Linked DNA regions of Xenopus tropicalis: region 1 is linked to region 2. Evidence: chromatin contacts called from public Hi-C data. All regions are on one chromosome and are shown on one strand. Each heading gives the region's core, a stretch centred on a gene start, on an enhancer-like site or on the middle of the called end of the contact. The rest is flanking DNA. Distances are from core to core; before and after follow the strand shown.

What was found. A called contact is a pair of places that touch in the nucleus more often than the background predicts.
Region 1: a contact with region 2 is called in a Hi-C map of liver, with 2.9 times the contacts expected there. The contact joins the enhancer-like site here to the promoter of csf1 in region 2. A contact is called at or near these places in 2 of 5 Hi-C or Micro-C datasets (brain and liver).

Annotation. Positions count from the first base shown.
Region 1 is chr2:72,029,504-72,035,663 of UCB_Xtro_10.0, forward strand. No RefSeq gene overlaps it. Among named protein-coding and RNA genes, the nearest start is that of ahcyl1, 8.4 kb to the right of the region's middle. Within about 2 kb of position 2,303, at least 1 of the 11 cell types and tissues checked has an H3K27ac peak or open chromatin away from gene starts, as enhancers often do. A contact at or near this core is called in liver, where this site is marked.
Region 2 is chr2:71,969,148-71,976,116 of UCB_Xtro_10.0, forward strand. It overlaps csf1 (location of vulva defective 1), which reads left to right and starts at 3,977. Exons shown (of 9, transcript XM_012970474.3): 1 at 3,977-4,408; 2 at 5,111-5,227; 3 at 5,338-5,400; 4 at 6,502-6,675. The coding sequence starts at 3,992.

The DNA of each region.
Region 1 (6,160 bases), core at 1,053-3,552, 59 kb after region 2:
AATTCCCAGCAGTCTGACATGCTCACAATGCATTTTGTTATATGCATTAAAGCTAAAGGATGTTCCAGTCCACTTTGGGTTCACCCTCAGGTAACCCATAATCAGCCATCAAGTCCCTAAGAGCCTGAATCTTCTTATCATTGCTAAGCTGGTAGGACAGGACAAAACATGCTGGGGGAGGAGCAACTAGTGGCTTTTAAAGGAGAATAAAAGTCTTTTTGGCATTTTACTGCCGATAGATTTGCCACATTAGTGCCACCTAGAACAATATATTTATTCTGCAGAAACCATTAACATACCTGAGTAAACAGCTTTAGAAGCTTTCTACCTTTGCTTAAGATAGCAGCTGCCATTTTAAGCAGCTTCCTTCCTGCAGTCTAGCCATTTTAGCTCAGGTCACACATTCTTAAGGGAGGGGGGGAGGGAGTTCTTAGCATTTTAGTGGGGGGGAGCAGGAGAGAGGAGAGAGAAGAGAACTGTGCAGGCTCTGGTCATGGGAATTAAGGATGTTTCTGAGAGATGAAGTCAGACACTGGAACATCATGTTTACAAAAAAAGAGAAAGAAATCATGTGTTTCTTTTGATAGAGGACTCAGTGCAGCATTACTGTAAGTACTTATGACTGTATTTACATAGACCTTTCTGATAAAGCTTACTTAGTTTTTACTTTTCCTTCTCCTTTAACATTAATATTTTAACAATTAATTATTTTTAAAAATATAAAGCATAAAAAAGAGACACAGATTGGTGTCAGGGGGATAGTGAAGATTAACTTGATTTTTTTTTTTTTTTTAGAAACAACACCAATATTAAACTTCTATTCAGAAAATGTATTTTTTCCACGAGCCAAATCATATATTTTATTTTAATTTTTGTAGTGTAAGAGTTCCCCTTTAAAATGTACTTTTTAAGCAGATGAATAATAATATCTTAGCACAGTTTGGTCTTTATTTACATTTTTCATGCTTTTTTTAAAATTATTTGCCTTTAGCCTTTGAATTATTTGCCTTTATTTTAGTTTACCATTCAAACTACTGACTTATGCTAACAGCAAACCAGAGAACAGCCTACTTCCAATCTAGAGAGCTGCAAAACAAAAAGTTCAAAAATTAAAAACACATAGAATAAAAAATATGGACAAGGTTGCAATTTGCCTTAGAATTCTTCTGATTACAATAGCAAATGGAATTTATTTGGATATTACAAAAGGGACTTTCTCTATTACACCATCCCTGGCTTTATTGGGGATTATGGATGTTAAAATATCACACAGTTATCTAATATATTGTTTTTGCAGCTCAAGCTGATTGTTAGAAACTGAAAACGCTTTCAGGTTCTGGATTTAAAGAGGTGGTTCACCATTAAGCTAACTTTCAGTATGTTACAAAATGGCCAATACTAAGCAACTTTTCAATTGGTCTTTATCATTTATTTGTTATAATTTTTAAATTATTTGCCATCTTTTTCCAACTCTTTGCAGTTTTTAAATGGGGGCCACTAGCCCTGGCAGCCAAAAAAATATTACTCTCTGAGGCTACAGTTTTATTGTTATTGTTACTTCTTGTAACTTTCTTTTCTATTCAGGCCCTCCCCTATTCATATACCATTCAAATGTTGCCTGCATTTTATGTGTCATAAAAGCCAAAAAGAAGAAACTCATGCAAAAAATGTTAATAGAAAGTACATATTATGGCAAGTTAAATGTGGATTAATTTGTCTATTTCTAATTCACATGACCAAACTGAAAACCCTTGCTCAAGACGGACGGTTTTACAAATATCTGAAAACCACCTTACATCTTACAGTTTATGTTGCCTTATCTCACAGAAAGGCAAATATCTGAAATATGTACACCAAGGTTCATTTTGAACAGTTTGATCTGCTATATGTAAAATTACAAAAAGTTACAAAATTATGTGCTATGGAGAGACCCCTAAATTAAAACAGTAAAAACTATTCTTAGAGGAACAAAGATGTAATCTAGAGCAATTCAGAATGCAAAAATGTGTTCAAATGTATTGGGTCAAAACCCAGTTCCACTAGTCTCAGGGGCAAAAACAAGCAATAGACAATAAAAGTATTTAAAGGTTAGTGAAGTACTTGCCGAACTGCAACTCTGTATTTTGCAAAATTTATGATCTGTGGCAGACAGAGTCTTTTTCTGCAGACATCGTAAATTTTACAAAGAGCTGGTAGTTAAGGGGTTCAAATATAACAAATCTCCCTTTAAAATACTCCCTAGTGTAATGCATCTGTAAGTCTCATGGCATGCAGGGCACTTTGTTGTCTGCAGGAAACTGCCTGAAATTACCTTTGCATAACAGTGAACAAAGATTGCAGCATGTAAAACATTGATATTGTGTAACTGTGTGAAAATGTCTCAAAAGGAAATTTCTTGTGATCTTTAAATTAATCTGTTTTACCTGTGGCAACTTCTTTTCACCGCAACAGAATGGTATTTCCAGGAGCTCTGAAACCCTGGTAATTTCCTGTGGGTGACCCATATATGGCATAATTAATTCTTCCACTTTATAAAATACTGCTAAAATCTTATCTTCATTTAAATTTTGGTCTTCATTAAACAAGAGGAACATAAAAAAAGAAAGAGGGATTGCTTACATCTCAGTGATAGCACTTAAAGCTGTTGATGATCATTAAATATTGTACTATTAAAGGGGAACACATAATGAACTCTTAATGGTTATGTAATTAAAGGCACAAAGTTTGCCCAGGTGCTGTAATCCATAGCAACCAATCAGCATTTATGCGTCACCTGTGTCAGTTATCTATCACCTGTTTAGAAGCAAACATATTGGGGGAGTGGACAACATGTCGCTGAAGTAAGATGTTTTTCTTCCCTCCTGCAAATATTTACAGTGCTGTATGTGTTCTTATTTTCCCATGGATAAACTGTGCTGAACATTAGTGAGCCTATTCCTATTATTGTTGGAAAACATTCTGCTACCAAACAGTCAGAACACATCTGCCAGATGTTGCTGGTCCTACTTACAACCACTCCTTTCCCTCTAGTAAGGTGAGTGGTGATAAATAAGCCATTGGTGGCTCAGCAGCTAATAAACCTGGAGCTTCTAGTTCCACACAATCCAGGGTGTTACTCCACTGATACCACTGAGCTCTCACCCGTTGGCCTATCCCACGCCAACACTTTCTCCTCCTCTGATATAGGCCTAGAGGCAGAACAGGAGCCAACATTTCTGGAGATTGCACATTTTATAAAGTAGAATAATGAGGCTCTGGTTAATAAAATAGATGGTTAAAAAACAAACTAATTTTGCAATTGTGAAACAAGATCTTTCCAAAGGAGTGGGGAGCTTGAGGGTATCTGTATATATATAGAAGTAAATATTGCTCTTTTACATCTTTTCCCTTGAGCCAACAATTTGTGATGGGCTGTGTACACCCTCAAAATTCACATGACCAGAAATAATGCAGCTCTAACTGTAACAAGAAGAAGTGTGGAAGCAAAAGATAGAACTCTATTGGCTCTAATTGGCTGATGTGGCCTAGCATGTATGTGTGCCTTGCTTTGTTTGTATGCATCATGAATCTTATGATTTCAGGAGGTGGCTCTTAATTCTTAAAATTGCATTTTTCTACTTAGGATTACGCAATGGCACATATTACTAAAAAAGTATATTTTTATGAAAACGGTTTATTTATATGAAGCAGGGTTTTACATATAAGCTGGTTTATGCAATATATATTTTATAGATACTTTATAGAGAACTTTTGTTCCACCGTTTACATTATAAATTCTTTCTGACTGTCCCTACCCTATATCTACATTTACTAATTTGCCAGTAATTTGTACTGGAGTTTTTAATTTTATCTTGAATGTGAAATTAGCCAATTGACTCGAGTCATTAACTAATTGGCTCGAGTATGCAGTTATGCACCGAAATCCGCCCAGTATGCATGCACCTGACCTGACACAATGGCTCCGCATGCAAAACAACAATAAGTTTTTTGGAGCATAGTGTGTGACAGGAGCCTAAAGTATAGAAGCTGCAGAAAAATAAGCTGGTACCTGCCAGGGACTATGTTCTCAACCAGTCCCAAGAGGCATGCCCCTGGGGAATGTACATTTGGCATCCTAAGGGTATGTACTAAAAAGATTACTACTTTTCATGTTATATTTTTCCCCATCCTCCTCATTCAGTATACATCATATTTATTTTCTTATCCAACTCAGCCTCATGGAAGACATATATGCTAATAAAGGTGGTCTCTGATTACAGCTTGTGAGAAGGATTATACATTCTTGGAAACTGCCATATTTTCTTTGACCATCTCCAATCTCAAGGTAGCATTGTTACCATTTTCCCAAAACTTAGCTATCAGCAGGCAGGTCCATAATGTATGTAGAAACGTACCAGAGTGCACCCACATCTAATACATGGATTGTCTGATCTGATTTGAGTACCATGGAATGCAGTTGTGTTGTGTTAGGTGTGTCATATGTTATTGTATTAGAATATTGTCACTATTAATTAAAAAGGAATGACCAACCAGTCATCAGCCTCGATCTGTGATATAGCTACCACCCATTTAGTATGGAAGCGCACAAAAGGGGTTGCCCCTTTGTGTATTGAAGATAAAGTAGATAAGAAACACTAGATTTTTTTTGTCTGGTGTTCTTAAAGCTCCCTCAAGTACGAGAGGGATATCTAGGGGGAGCGGGAACCTGACTAGCAGATGCATGCCTGAGTTGAAGACACCTGTACCACATATTCCTTGTTTATTCTGCTGCCAGGGCAGAGAAGCCCTTGTTTAGTTAAGAGGAACAGATTATCTCAAAAGCTTATTTTGCATCAAGCCTACATTACCCCTTATTATAAAGTATAGAGCTAAAATACATTCTATTGAATGCTGACCTAGGTGCCAATCAGCTAATGAAGGGGGGCAGGGTAACCTCTTGAGATGACTTCTCATACCCAGCTTTCTGTAGTTGTTTCAGCCGAAACAGCTTTGAAGTCTCGCTCCAACGGGTGACTGCTGGGCTCACAAAACTTCAGAAAGATTTATTCCTCTCAAATTTGACCTCCTTCTTAGCCTGAAAGGACTTAGACTTACACTTCCATGAAGAATACTTTTGAGAGTTTCTACCTGGATGATATGATCTGGCATCTTTAAGAAAGGATCTGCTACCCCTGAAAGAACATCTCTTTTATCTTGAGGCAGGAAAGCCTACTTGCTTGCTGAAGCCTTAGAAATAATATTCTCAAGCAACAAATCTCGTTTGTAAGGCAGAGTACTCAAACTATGCTTAGAAGGTGTGTCAGCCAACCACTGTTTCAGCCAAAAAAAACTGCGGGCAGTGACGAAAGACTCTTCCTAGCAGACAGCTTAAGAATATTCATGGAAGCTTCTGCACAGAACTCATTAACTAATTTAACCTCTTCCACAAAGTGAAGAATCTCTGCTGACTTTTTTTGGAGTGCTTCCTCGATATTAGACAGCCAAATGTTGTTGGCCCTAGCCAATAGGGTAATTGCTACTGTTGGTTTACAAATAGTGTCTAAAACAGAATTAATCTTCTTCAAAATTGAAATGTGTCATCTGGATTCTTGAGGGAAAACTACAGGCAATGTAGTTCTCCTTGCTACTCTAGTGATATAAGCATCCACCTTAGGAGCAGCATCCCATTGTTTAACCTCATCCTCAGAAAAAGGAATGTTTTTAGATGAAAAAAAATTCTTATCTGGGACCACCCACTCAGACTTAATAGTAGACTTAATGACATCATGAACTAGAAAAACATAATCCTTATTTGCTGATGTTAACATAAGATCAGGCTGAATAGCAGGCTCTTCCAGAGGATCTAGATTCTGCATTGATGAATTGAATGAATATAAACACTATACTTTTTATATATTATTGAATTGCAGCAAGTCCAAAGAAGGGCAGCAAAGCTGGTAAAGAGTATAAACAGTCTCAGTTACAAAGTAGAAAGAGAAGTTTAAGAACAAACTTCATGTTAGTTTGAAAAATGTAAAGTCACTGAAAGAAATCTGCTCTGTTGTTGGCTCCACCAGTTTTTCTAAACTTGGACCACAGTTATATAGTAAAAACTACTGTGCAAAGTTTGGGGACCCTGGTTTTAATAGTGTCTGAATGACAGCAACTTAAATTTCCCCAC
Region 2 (6,969 bases), core at 2,727-5,226:
CACCCTGTGACAAACTGTGCAAAGTTTGGGAACCCTGGCATCAAACCGGTAAAATTCAATAGGTGAAATCTGATTGGCTGTTGGTTGCTCCATCAACCTTTTCAAACTTAAAACTGAAGTCCCCTAGTGACCAACTGGAAAGAGTTTTGGATCCTGGTGTTAATACTGTGAGAATAGCAGCAGGTTGAATTTCCCCATTGAAAGTTAATAGGTTAATTCTGATTGGCTGTTGGTGGCTCCGCCCATTTTTTCTAATCTTGAACCGCAGTTACCTGGTGCCTAACTCTACAAGGTTTAGGGTCCCTGCGTTATTACTGTGAGAATGGCAGCAGGTTGAATTTCTTCCACTGAGAGTCAAAAGGTCAAAAATCTGAATGGCTGTTCACAGCTCCACCCACTTTTGGGCATTCAACAAATATCATATTTTTATTCAGGCTGACCCCAAAGTCAATTGGTGAAATTTAATTGGCTGTTGTTGGCTCCTCCGACTTTGGATCATCCAAAAAAATGTTGCTGTTTCATTCGGGGTGACTCCATGATTATGTTATTCAAGTTTGGGGAGTGTAGCTTCAAAGAGTGGCTGCAGTTTGAAAATCTTCTCTGTCAAAGTCAAAGGTGCTCGGAGGGGGGCAGGATCACTTACAAAAGCACAAGCAACCTGCTCCGTTATAGGATGAAGAAGCGTTGTACCCCTAAAACTGTAAGAGGAGTAGCGTTTAGAAAATCAGGGAAAAGAAGATCAGAAGAATCAGAATTGGTTTTTTCAAACCAACATAATATTATGTTGGTAAGGAGATTCTGCTTTTCTTCCAGCTATTTTAATAAAGCCATAACCCTCATTTCTTCCCATAGATAGTGTCAATACACTATATCTATGGGAAGAAATGAGGGTTATGGCTAGCACTATGAAAATTTTATAGCATGGCATCCTGCAAATAAATATGGATACAATTATCTATATTTATTTGCAGGATGCCATGCTATAAAATTTCCATAGTGCTAGGAAGCTCTACAGATATACAACAGCAACACAGTCATAGTCCAGAAAGGACAAGGAACTGCTAATTCAGTGGTGGGGGGCAATGCTGGCACTCCTTTTGAAAACAACCAGGGTTCTTTCAATAGAATCACCATGCCACCATCCCTTGAGCAGACTTAGGCTTGAGCATTCCTAGTGTAACCCTTTCTTGGCACACTCGCTTAATTTGGGCTGTATATAGGCTTGGAACAGGAGATTTTTGTTCTCTTTGAATTATAAAATACTGGGAACTGGGATTTTAGCGCAGTGCCTCCACCTAGTGGACACTGAGGAGCACACCTCAAGGGGGTTTCCACTAGGAATAATCACACACAGTTGGCAGCAAAATCAAACTTTATATAACTGTTGAAACAGAATGTAAAACAGCTTTAGAGGTAACTGAATTTCCTGTCCTAAGGAACTTGTGCAGTCTATCCACTCCTGGCACAGTCTCTGTAGGTGCCCAGTCCTAACTTGGATCCGGATAGACCCCAAACCTACACAAGTAACATTGCAGTGCTTCTACAGAAAGATGCCTGGTAGGGTGGTATGGTGGTAGGGTTTCCAAAAAGAACAACAGCCCAGGGCAGAGCCAGGCCAAGCAGCAAGCCCTAGGCAATCTAGTCACCCCCGACCTGTGCATGATTGCTCAGTAAGGAAGCAAGAGGAGTGCAGGGACAAGGGAGGGAGATAAATGACCAGCGGTGGTGGAAAGACAAGGGCCCAGACTAGGGGTAGGCAGGGGTGTATTTATATAGGCACCACCAACATTGCTGCAATGATAAGTACTAAGTGCCCTTTAAACTGAGAAATTTGCTAAATGGCTCTAATTAAATGTTAAATCCCAAAAAAGATTTCTCCCTTAAACCCCCAAAATCTTAAAAAACCACTTCAAGAAAGAAGATAACACCCCATTTTTGTAAAAAAAAAAAAAAAGTGCCCCCAGAAATGATTTTTAACGCCGGCAACCAGGGCCGCCATCAGGGGGGCACAGGGGGTACTGTTGTGCCGGGCCCGGACGATATCCTCGCTTTAAAGGGGGCCCGGCCGTGACAGGTTTTTTTTTAGCTCGGGCCCCCTTTAAAGAACTCCGGGCCCTGGCTGTCATTGGTGGCCAGTGGGAAATTTGATTGGTTGCGCCCCGTGCGTCCATACGCACGGGGCGCAACCATATGAAAGGTGCAGATCAGCGGAGGGCCGGGCACAGATCGCGAGGACGCAGAAGAGGAAGGTGAGCTGGAGGAAGCCGCATGGGAGCTGGAGGGAGTCGCTGGGTGTGGGGCGGGGGACTGGACGAAGTCGCTGTGGGGGAGCTGGAGGAAGCCGCTGGGAGGGAGCTGGAGAGGGTCACTGGGTGTGGGGGGGGGGAGCTGGAGGAAGTACCTGTTGGGGGGGTCGAGGAAGTTGCTGGGGGGGCTGGAGGAAGCTGATGTTGTGGGGGGGGCTGGAGGAAGTTGCTAGGGGGGCTGGAGGAAGCTGATGTTGTGGGGGGGGCTGGAGGAAGTTGCTGGGGGGGCTGGAGGAAGCTGATGTTGTGGGGGGGGCTGGAGGAAGTTGCTGGGGGGGCTGGAGGAAGCTGATGTTGTGGGGGGGCTGGAGGAAGTTGCTAGGGGGGCTGGAGGAAGCTGATGTTGTGGGGGGGGCTGGAGGAAGTTGCTGGGGGGGCTGGAGGAAGTAGCTGTTGGGGGGGTCGAGGAAGTTGCTGGGGGGGCTGGAGGAAGCTGATGTTGTGGGGGGGGCTGGAGGAAGTTGCTGGGGGGGCTGGAGGAAGCTGATGTTGGGGGGGCTGGAGGAAGTTGCTGGGGGGGCTGGAGGAAGCTGATGTTGTGTGGGGGGGGCTGGAGGAAGTTGCTGGGGGGGCTGGAGGAAGCCGCTGTTGGGGGGGAGCTGGAGGAAGTAGCTGTTGGGGGGGTCGAGGAAGTTGCTGGGGGGGCTGGAGGAAGCTGATGTTGTGGGGGGGGGGCTGGAGGAAGTTGCTGGGGGGGCTGGAGGAAGCCGCTGTTGGGGGGGGAGCTGGAGGAAGTAGCTGTTGGGGGGGGGTCGAGGAAGTTGCTGGGGGGACTGGAGGAAGCTGATGTTGTGGGGGGGGCTGGAGGAAGTTGCTGGGGGGGCTGGAGGAAGTAGCTGTTTGGGGGGGCTTGAGGAAGTTGCTGGGGGGGCTGGAGGAAGTAGCTGTTGGGGGGGGCTGGAGGAAGTTGCTGGGGGGGCTAGAGGAAGCCGCTGTTGGGGGGGAGCTCGAGGAAGTTGCTGGGGGGGGGCTGGAGGCAGTCGCTGGTGGGGGGCTGGAGGCAGTCGCTGGTGGGGAGGGAGCTGAAGGAAGTCACTGGTGGGGTGGCTGGAGGATGCTGGGGGAGCTGTGCAGATGTTGGGGGGAGCTTGGGCACATATCAAGAGGGGGGAACCACAGGAAGCCACTGGGGGGAGCTGGAGGATGCTGGTGGGAGCAGGGGGGAGCCGGAGGATGCTTGGGCAGGTGGGAGCTGGAGGATGCTGGTGGGAGCAGGGGGGAGCCGGAGGATGCTTGGGCAGGTGGGAGCTGGAGGATGCTGAGGGGGAGGAACAGGAGGACAAGGGAGGGGGGTTAACTGGAGGATGCTGGGGAGATGCTGGCTACTAATGTTTTAGGGGGCCCCGGGCTACCACTGTTTTAGGGGGCCCTGGCTACCAATGTCTGTGTGTCCTTTTTACTAATGGGAGGGGCCATTGAGGGGCAGGACGTGGGTGGAGGGGGGCCCAGAAAATTTTCTTGTGATGGGCCCCGTGATTTCTGATGGCAGCCCTGCCGGCAACTATGTATGAATATCCAGCTTTAGGGTCTGCTCAGCCATACGCAGTAATAATGATTTTCTAACACATGATTTCATGAGTCACGATTAGATTAGACGGCGCCTTTGCGTGAAGAGGTTCTGTAATTCCGCGCTTCACATTTACATAGCATTGCACTTTATCAAAAAGCCTGCGCTGTATCATGTCATGATCGTGTCAGTTTTCTTACCCCTCCCGAGCCCACTTTCTTGCCTTGGCTTCACGCCACTGGGCTTTCCCGGAAAGCACATGCTAAGGGGGCGGGAGGTGCATATACTTAGCCGTGGGACAGACTGCGAGCAGAGCCTTGTACAGACAGCGCGGGGAGAAGCAGCCGTGCAGCACACACTGGTTAGTGCCAACTATAACGGAGGGCACGGTATAGAGCGCAGATGCCCTGTGGCGATAACAGCAGCAACAGAATCCATTCTATCGGAAATAGCTGTCGCACGACTGAATTCTAGAGGAAGGTGTATAGGGGATACTGAACATACAGCAAAATTGAGATTGCGACATCGCTCATCTGTAAAATCTTTAGCCGGCATGTCTGCGATCCGGGAGCCCAGTCAGAACGTTTTAACGCAGGTAACATAAAAAATGTGGGGAGAGAAAAGTGGGCACGGACAGTTCCATTCACTTAGTGCAGTGGGAGCAGCTTTCCTAGCAGCCCCACGTGTTCCTGCAAAACAGCTGGATTAGCGCACCCACAAACTGTATGGCTGGCTGGCACCCTGGGGCACACTCTCCTGCCCCAGCACTGTGCGGATACGTCCCTTGGCAGATAGAACGTCTAATCCATTGTGTTGCACGGAGAAACGCGTGAAGCAGCTGGAATAGCTTAAACTGAGTGGCTTGGGAAATCTGGGAAACTGAAAAGTGAAAGTTACTTGTGTGCAGACTGCTTATACATTCCGCGCTGCCCTGCTGGCTGTCTCCCTGTTACATACTTTGGAGTAGCTCCCTTGGCTCCAATAACATTAAATAACATTCATCTATATATTGCACAACTGAACTGCTCCCACTGGTTACACTAATAACTAAGGACCGGGTGCATATCTTCTTACTAATGCAAAGTAACATTGCTAATGAATGCATTTAAATGAAATGTTTCACCCTAAATACATCCATAGAATGTATATATAATAGAACACAACTGGAATAGCATATGTGTGTCACACTTCTACCCATGGATGAAACCTAATGCACAATAAGCACTGTAAGCTCCAGGTACCTGTACAAACACTTCTTGCTGTAGTTTAATTTGTGGCTTGATTTTTCCTCCTTCAGGTCTTCTTGTACTGTTTCTACACAATCCTGCTGGTGACAAGTGCTGTTCAAGCCATACATAAAGAAATGTGTCCTCAAGCTGAAATAGATCTAAATCTATCCAAGTTGGATGATTTGGTGAGTGGATAACCATCTTGCTTGGATCCATTGCAGTACTGCAGACCTCTTATGGATGCATATTACTTATTCTGTATTTGTGTACCAATATGCTTTTGTTTTTGTTATAGATTAACAGCCAAGTGATAATGGAAAAAGTTATAAAAGTGAATTTACTGCAGAAAACAAATGAGGTGAGTTTAGATCCCAACATAAATTATGCATGAAAATATGAGCTTTTGGTATGAGTTTGCTTGAACCCTACATCTGAGGTACCACCTTATCTGTGACATCGCTTTACTTCTGATATAAGGCCTGACACTGATTTCCGCTGCTGGAACTGGCTGCACTAGTTATTCTAGCTGTGCTGTTAACAATTTTCTGTCTGCTGCAGCCTTTGTTCCTGGACATGTTATAGCAGGGTTTCAAACATTCCAATCTGTGACCCAATATAACATATATCCATTGGTAAACACCCCCAAACATACTTTTTAGCTTTGAAAAAAAAGAAGTAGATAAGATATTTATTTCAGTACATATGTCTGGACATGTGCAACTACAATATTTGTTCCTGCTTTTTCCTACAACTTTTATTGAGACATATTACTGTATGTTTAAATTTTGTAAAGACAGAGCAAGTTAGACCTTTACACTATTATTATACACTAGTGCTGAATATTATAAACCCCAAATTGAATTGTTCTACCATCAACATAGATTTATGGTGAGTTAAGGTTCCCATACACGAGCAGATTGTAGCTGCCGATATTGGTCCCTTGGACCGATTCGGCAGCTTATCTGGCTTGAAATTGGCCAGATCTTGATAGGCCAGGTTAGAAAATTCAGTCGGATCAGGGACCGCATCGGCTCGTTGATGCTGTCCCCGAACCGACTGCCCCTTGCCGCCAGTATAATTCGATCGTTTGGCCCCAGGGCCAACTACACGCTTCCGGATATCGCCCACCCGTAGGTGGGGATATCCAGTGCAGATCCGGATCTCAGAGTGTATGGGGACCTTTAGTTACTATCAAGTACATGGTGTTTTCATGTCAGTTAGTCATTAAAAACAACTGAGAATTGTTTGTTAAAATAGAACACGTTGAAAATGGTCCTTCCAAATAATAGATTTTCTACTTGGAGATAGCCAGAAATATCATGCCTGCAAGGTATCTTGTCTGCCTGGTCCCTGATTCAGATTGTGAGATTTTAAGTATTGATTTGCATCTAATTTGTTTGCTTCTACAAACTGATATTGCTGATGTTGGCTTTTCTGATTGACCTTCTATTCTCTTCAGATGTCAGACGCTTGCTTTCTCCAAGGGTCAGTGTCACAGCTTCATGGCATATTGGAATTGGTGAAATTCAAAAAAGATTCTCCCCACAAAAACTATATAGACAACCTGAAGAATATTTTCAATAGCCATATAGCAGACTGTATGAATCTTTGGGATGATACCAACATTATGGATGTAAGTACATCACATCACCAGCAGTTACCAGTATAGATATCAGATTGAGTTGCATTTCATATGTTAGAGTCTTAGCTTTTGTACAAGCATTAATGTACAAGCTTATACTCCATATGTACCGAGAAATAACAAATGTTAAGAGGGGATATCATTTGTAAAATACACATGCTTTATTTATCAGTAATTTTAGAGTATATAGCTTACTGTGTACAAATATAATTACTTTTGTCACTCAGTATATTTACATTCTGCATATGACATGATCTTTTACAATTTATACAAAACAACATAAAC